2 separate regions of the Oryctolagus cuniculus genome follow, and region 1 is linked to region 2. Evidence: chromatin contacts called from public Micro-C data. All regions are on one chromosome and are shown on one strand. The core of a region is the stretch at or near the end of the contact, and the rest is flanking DNA. Distances in the headings are between cores, read along the strand shown. Region 1 holds the start of GORASP2 (golgi reassembly stacking protein 2). Region 2 has its middle 40 kb from the start of GORASP2.

The links. Hi-C and Micro-C count contacts between places; a contact is called where the count stands out from the background.
Region 1: a Micro-C map of ear pinna shows a contact between it and region 2, with 8 times the contacts expected there. The contact joins the promoter of GORASP2 here to the enhancer-like site in region 2. A contact is called at or near these places in 5 of 6 Hi-C or Micro-C datasets (ear pinna, embryonic fibroblasts, liver and 2 more).

What each region holds. Positions count from the first base shown.
Region 1 is chr3:70,187,944-70,191,566 of mOryCun1.1, reverse strand. GORASP2 (golgi reassembly stacking protein 2) reads left to right here and starts at 1,853. Exons shown (of 10, transcript XM_002712278.5): 1 at 1,853-2,110. The coding sequence starts at 2,048.
Region 2 is chr3:70,147,617-70,151,211 of mOryCun1.1, reverse strand. No RefSeq gene overlaps it. Among named protein-coding and RNA genes, the nearest start is that of GORASP2, 40 kb to the left of the region's middle. Within about 2 kb of position 2,066, at least 6 of the 8 cell types and tissues checked have an H3K27ac peak or open chromatin away from gene starts, as enhancers often do. A contact at or near this core is called in ear pinna, where this site is marked.

The DNA.
Region 1 (3,623 bases), core at 604-3,103, 41 kb before region 2:
GAATGAGAAATAATTTTTATTTATGTTATTTATTTGAAAGGCAGAGCTATACAGAGAGGGAGAGAAAGAGAGGAAGAGGAGAGGAGAGGAGAGGAGAGGAGAGGAGAGGAGAGGAGAGGAGAGGAGAGGAGAGGAGAGGAGAGGAGAAGAGGATCTTCCATCCATTGGTTCACTCTGCAAATGGCCGCAACTGCCAGGGCTGTGCCAGGCTGAAGCCAGGAGCCAGAAGCTTCTTCCAGGTCTCTCATGTGGGCTCATGGGCCCAATCACTTGGGCCATCCTGCGATATTTTCACAGGTGCATTAGCGGGCAGCTAGACCAGATGTGGAGCAGCCAGGGCTCAAACCGGTGCCCACATGAGATTCTGGCATTGCAGGCAGTGGCTTTTCCCACTGCACCACAACGCTGGTCCAAATTTTTTTATTATTTAATCAAAATAATATTACTGCAAAAGAACCATGAAAGTCCCAGTACTTAAAGGGAGTTATTGTGGCACAGTGAGTTAAGCTGCCACTTGGGACGCCCACAACCCATATCAGAGTGATTGGTTCATGCATTGGCTACTCTGCTTCTGATCCAGGTTTCTGCTGATTGTTCAAGTCCTGGAGTCCCTGCCACCCACCAAGGAAACCTGGATGGAGCTCCTGGCTCCTGGTTTTAGCTTGGCCCAGCCCTGGCTGTTGCAGACATTTGGGGAGTGAACCAGTAGATTCAAGATTTCATTCTGTCGCTCTGCCTTTCAAATAGATAAATAAATCTTTTTTTAAAATTTAATATATTTTCAAAAGGAAATTATGAATACAATTTAAAAACAACAACAACAAATAAAACAAGGGCAGCAGGCGTCTGGCATAGCAGTAAAGTCAGTGCTTTGGACACCTGCATCCCATATCCAAGTGTGTGGGTTCAAGTCCTGGCTCCACTCCGGATTCCAGCTTCCTTCTCGTCCCAGCTTTGCTCTGGTCCAGCAGCAGCTGTTGCATGCATTTGGGGAGGGAGACAATGGACAAGAGTGCTCTCTCTCTTTGAAACAGAATGAATGAATAAAAATTTTTAAAGATTTTATTTATTTACTTGAAAGAGTTACAGAGAGACAGAGGCAGAGAGAGGGAGAGAGAGGTCTTCCATTAGCTGGTTCACTCCCCAGATGGCCGCAATGGCCGGAGCTGCGCCTATCCAAAACCAGGAACCAGGAGCCTCCTCCAGGTCTCCCAGGCGGGTGCAGGGACCCAAGGACTTGGGCCATCTTCTACTGCTTTCCCAGGCTACAGCATAGAGCTGGATTGGAAGTGGAGCAGCCGCGTCTCGAACCGGCTTTCATACGGGATGCCGGCGCTTCAGGCGGCGACTCTACCTGCTACGTCACAGCGCCGGCCCCAAAAATAAAGCTTTAAAATAAAACCTGTCTACTTATAGGAAATATCTGACCTTGGTCTCACAATAAAAGAGGAGAGAAAAAAATTGCATCAAAAAACAACTCGGCGGGTCCTCCATGACTCCATGACTGTGTGGGACAGCTGCCCTAAAGAGAAGGCGTCTCTTTATAAAACTGGGCTGAGTGGACGTGGATTCATCCCACACCTGCCTAACCTGGGCCAAGACCTACAAAACCAGAGCTGCAGCAGCTTAGTGTGAGCCCTTTCCAGCCTGTGGCCACCAGAGGGCGTTGCAACCCAGCAATCGTCATTCCGGGCGAGCAGGAACGCGTGTTGATGAAGCTTGTCTCCTCCACGGCTCCGTAGCAGGACTGAAGGAACTGTGTGTCTGCTCTCTCGCGAGGACGACTAGGCCCCTGCCCGCCCTCCCCGGTCCCTCCCGATCCGCTCGCGCGCCCCCAGACCCCTCCCGGTGGCTGGCGGCAGGTGGCGCTGTCTGTGGCGTCGCTGCGCCCCGGCTGCCTCGGCGACCATCTCCCGGCGGGCAGTGCGGCCCGGCTCTCCGGCGGCTGCGAGTGCCACGTCCCAAGTGCTACGCGGAGGGAGCGGGCGGTGCGGAGGGGCGGGGAGCAGAGCGGCGCCCGGCTCGGCTGCACCGATCGCCCGGCGCCATGGGCTCCTCGCAGAGCGTCGAGATCCCAGGCGGGGGCACAGAAGGCTACCACGTCCTGCGGGTAAGGCCTCCGACCGCGGCCCGCGAGCGGCGGGCTGGAAGTGGGAGGCGGAGGCCCCGATGGGCCCTTTGCCCGGGGCAGCTAGGCCCGCTCCCGCGAAGGAGCGGCGACCGGGGGCGCTGGCCCTGCCCGAGGCTGGTTGCGGAGGCCGCTCGCATCGGGTCTCCCCGGAGCGCTCCGGGCGACGGGCTGGAGCCGGAGGCGGCTGCGGGGCACTCGGCTGGGGGACGGCCCTGGGCTGCTGTCCCGCCTCGGAGCCCCTCTGCTCCCCACCTCTCTCTCCCCCACACCCGATTCTTAGCTCCCGAAGTCCGGGAGGGCTTGGGGCGGTGGTGAAGGGAGCCTCGCAGGCGGGCGGCGACGGCAGGTGTTGAGGTTCCCGGCCTTGTCCGGATGTCCGGGAGCCCCCGGGCCGAGTGGCCTGGACGTGGCTTCGGCGGACTTTGCTGGATATTGACGGGACGTTTTCCTCTCCCGTCGCCCCCGACCTTTCCAGCTCTCCTCTAACACATGTCCCGGAAGGCGGGGGGGACTTCGTCCCGAGACTGCCGAGGGTGCGCTGGAGTTCAGGGTTAAAAAGACAAGGCTCCTTGCGGAGCCAGCCGGGAAACTCGGGGGCCGGAGTCTGTCGGGGGAGCCCCTTGGAGCGGCTTTGCGCCGTAGGGAGCGGGGGCCGGCGCGGATGGCCGCGCTGTGACACCTGTGCGAGTGGGCGCCGTCAGCGGGGTGCCCGGGCGAGAGCGCGCTCGCTGGGGCGCCCTGGTCCCCGCTGCTGGGTCCCGGGTCTTAGGTGAGACAGCGTTCCCGAGGCGCCGCTGACGACGGGCTGAGGGCTGGCGTACAGCCTCTTTCTGATCTCCCAGGATTAGGTGGCCTGGTTGCTTCTCCGTTCCGCTCAGAATTCCTCTGGAAGCCACAGTCTTGGTGGGAAAGGATGGATTCCCCACCCCCACCCCAAAAGAAGAGTTTGAATAAACGCTATTTCCCTTCAGCTAACCAGAACACACACACACACACACACACACACACACCCCGAGTGCTGCCCTATTGATGGGGACCCTGGAAGAACCGGCCGTGTGAGAGGAAAGACAGTGAAGTGCTTCTCTCTTACCTGGTCTGATTTTGAGTTCCCTGCCCTGGGAGACGTGATCCAGGTTTGCCAGCAGATTCTCGCCGTGGCTGATGGTGGCCATGAATCCTTGGGGACGCGGGATGTTTTTATAAGCAGCCCTCATTGGGAGGGGAGCTCAGTAAAACACATTAGCAGTAATGAGCCCGAGTATTTGAAAGAAAGCCATACACATCAAAAGGATTCCGATATAATGACTTTTTGTTAATGACTTCATTCCGGCGGAAAAACAAGTTGAAGTGCAGTTCAGTAAATTTGTATCATGCATAGTCGGGAGTGCTGAGGTGTTACTAATCTAAACGTGACTTTTAGAGACACTGTGGACAACTTTAGTTACCAGCCGGCAGCGGGAACGTTATTGTTGCAGAAGATGAGATCATTCTT
Region 2 (3,595 bases), core at 817-3,316:
CCGGAGCCGGAGCAGGCGTCACTGGGCCCCCGAGAAGCGCCCGGGTGAGGCTGGCGGCGGTTAGGGGACCTCCCATTTCTTGTCTGGCGCACTCGCACGTCCGTATTGTCGGATTTTTTTTTTTTTTTAAGCACATGTCAATTACTTTTTAATCAACAAAACCAATGGGATGGCTTCCACCTGGGAGCGGAGGCTCAGCCTCGAGCCAGCCTCGAGCCGCCTAGTGGTCCTGAAGCCTTTGGAGTCGCCGGCGCCCCGCCTGGACGCCGTGCGGGTCGGTGAGGGCCGTCGGCGGCCGGCCACGCACAAGGCGAGGTCCACACGGGCCGCCCCGCTGCTGAACTACCCGCGTGAAAGGCAGAAAGTGAGCGCAAACCCCTTGGCATTCTCAGGGAGCCCTGTAAAGGGCTCCAGGAGCTCAGGGCGCCTTCTGATGGTAATAAATAAGGAGCTTGGGGCCGGCGTCGTGGTGCGGCGGGCTAGGCGACTCCTTGGGAGTCCCGGCTGCTCCACTGCCGATGCAGCTCGCTGCTCACGCGCCTGGGAAGGTCGTGGAAGATGGGCCTTGCACCCACGTAGGAGACCGGGATGGAGTTCCAGGCTTTGGCCTGGCCCAGCCCTGGCCGTTGTGGGCATTTGGGGAGTGAACTCGGAATGGAAATGTGTTCTCTCCCTCCACCCCATCTCTCTCCTTCCCTGTTGCTCTTTCAAATAAATAAGGCATTTGCCAGCTTTGGGCTCTGCCACGGTTTTGTTTTTTCTTTTCCTGGAATGACAGCCCAGAAGGAAAAAGAGCATCAAACTTCAGAGACCTTGAAATTCACCTTTTCAGGTTCAGATCTCCACCGGCAAATAGTCTGTAGCCTGCAGAAAGAGCCCGGGAGTCCTCGTCTACAAGAATTGAAGGAAGGAGCAGCAGCCTGGGGCTGCTGAGAGAAGCGTGTGCAGCCTCCAGCGCCCGCGGGAAGCCGTGGGGCCCGATCCCCTCGTGGGCAGGTGGGGCTGGAGCAGCTTCCCGCCATCCCAACCCCACCCCTGAGATCCTGGGCACCCTGATGCTGCCTTATTCCTAAAGGGGTCAGGCGAGGTGGCCTGGAGGGAACATAGAGAGGGAGAGGGAGAGAGAGAGAGAGGCTGGGATTGGTGTTACCCAGACTGCGGTGCCCAGAAAAGAAAATGGTTTCTGATTTAATACTTACGTATACATTTATTTTAACATTTTTAAAAGTTGCTTTCGATCAAGCTAAAGTAGTTCCCTTTACAAATAAACTGCTGTCGGAAACAGCAAACAGTTTACAGTAGCATTGTGTTAACAGCAGGTGCCAAGCCCCGTGCTCGGGAAGTTTTCCTCTTCGTCCCAGTACGCAGGTGCATATTGTAGCTCAAATTGAGTCTCGGAGGCCTCTAGCTCACACCGTGGGGGAGCTTTAGGGTAGGAGCTGAACCTACGGAGGGCTGTCTGGTCCCAAGCGTCAGCTCCTCGCTTTGTGGAAACCAAGTTCGCCTTCCCGCAGGGCCTCGTGTCCTGCCCCCTGCCCACGCGGAGGGGGCTCGCTCAGGAACCGGGAGGGCTCCGAGCGGGGCCCGCAGTGCGCGCCGCGGGCCACCAGGTGGCGCCGCGAGCCTGGGAATGTCGCGCCGCGCCGGGAGCCGCGGGGTCTCCGGGACGGCCGGGCAGGGCCTCCGGGCGGGGCCGGGGCAGCCCCGAAGGTGGGAGCGCGTTTAGTTGTGTAGGGCGGCTCGGCTTCCCGGCGTCCCCTCCAGCCCAGCCGTTGAGCGGGATGGAGGATGCTGAAGAATCTGGGGGCCCTTTGACAATAAAACAAGAGTGGCAGCCCGCGAGGCTGCTGACTGGAAGACGCTACGCCGTTCGGGGGTGTGGCGCCCCGCAGCCCCCCAGGGAAGCAAGCGGAGCTGTGGGGACGCGGTGGGGTGCGGGTGCTCCCCTCCCCCTCCCTGCCCCCCACTCCCGGCCGGGCCCCCAGACTTGGAGCCGGCTGAGAAGCTCGCGGCCCCACAGGCCTGCGTGGGCAGAGCCCGGGCTAGGTCCCGGCCGCCATCCCCCTCCGCAGGGCGGCGCTTGCTGCCTCAGACCTGGGACCCGCAGCGCCTGGGGGGCGGCTGGGCTTGGACCCAGGTGTGTCTGACTCCCCAGGCCTCCGCGGTGGTTGGAACGGGCCAGCTGCGCTCGGAGGGCGGCCAGGGCCTGGGGTTCGGCCGAGCCACGCTGTCCGCTCGCCGGCTCGCCGCCCGGGCCTGCCCCGCGCGCTCCCTCCCGGAGGGGAGCCCCCTTAGCCGAGAGGCCGGTACCGAGGAGCCTGGTGGGGTCTCCGCCTGCGAGGTGGAGGCGGCTGTGGAACGGGCCAGCCGGCGGGTGCGGGAGCCGCTGCAGGCTGCGGGCAGCCAGAGCCCGGGCCGATTCCGAGGCCGGCGGCGCTGCAGGTCCGGCCAGTCGGGCGCCCTCGCCCCGTGACTTTCCTGGGAACTTAAAGGAAACGCACGAGTTTGTCCCCGGGGCAGCCCAGAGCCGCGTGGGTGCCCGTGGCCGAGCGTAGGAAGCTCCCCGGGGAGAAGCCTTACCGAGCCCGAGCGTGTGTGGGACAGAGTTTGGGCCAGGCGGGGAGGCACCTGCTCAGGAGTGAGTGCAGGCAGGGAGCTGCCTTGAGAGTGGCAGTGAAGGTCTCAAAGGCGACTCGGAGGCCTGGCGGGGCAGGAGTGGTCGGTGCAACCCCACGCTGCGTTCGGGGAGCTCCCGCAACGCCACCTGGGACCTCGTGCCCTGTGTCCAGCCTGCCAAGCACCTGGGCTCGGCGGCCGGTGGCGGGCAGCGGACCCAGGCGTGGCTCGTGCTGGCCGCAGAGCTTGGCGTCGCCCACGCGCTGCTGGGTTTGCAGGCGTCCCGGTGGCTTCCGTGAAAGCCTGCGAGTTCAGGTACAGAAGTGCGGCCTTGGGAGAGGCCGCCTAGTGGAGCTGCAGGGAGACCCCAGAAAAGGAGAGCACAGGAGATACCAGCCGAGGCAGGCCTGGGAAAGCCACGGGGGAAGAGCAAGAGCCAGGGAGACGCACGGGCCTCCATGGAGGTTTCCAGGGGTATCAGGCGACCCGGGAGACCTGTAGCAGGGCAGTGCCCGGTGGAGCCGCTGAGCCCTGGGACTGCTCCGCACCCAGGATGACGGGCATGGAGCCAGAGGAGTGGATGTTTGCTCCGCGGGGGTTCTGATGCGGCCCCTCGTTGGCTGTTACCGCTGTTTGCGCGCCTCCCACTGTTGTTTCCTGAGGTTTGCCACTTGTCTGTGCTCCGGAGGGCTCACAGCTGAGCCGTGTGCCTTGCGGCTCAGGTGAGACTTCGGCCTTTTGAATCCATGTGAACTGACTTGAGACCTTGACCCTGCTGGAGATGGCATGATCATGGGTGGTTGTGTTGTAATGTGAAGAGGACGCGAGTTTTGGGGAGCAGGGGCGGCAAGCTGTGGATTGGACGTGGGTCCTTTACTCATGTACGTGTTTAACCCCCCAAGGTCATCCAGGGTGCTGAGAGGGGGGCAGTAATCCAGTGGCAGGGGGGAGGGGGTGTCCATGGGTTGTGCCCTTGGGA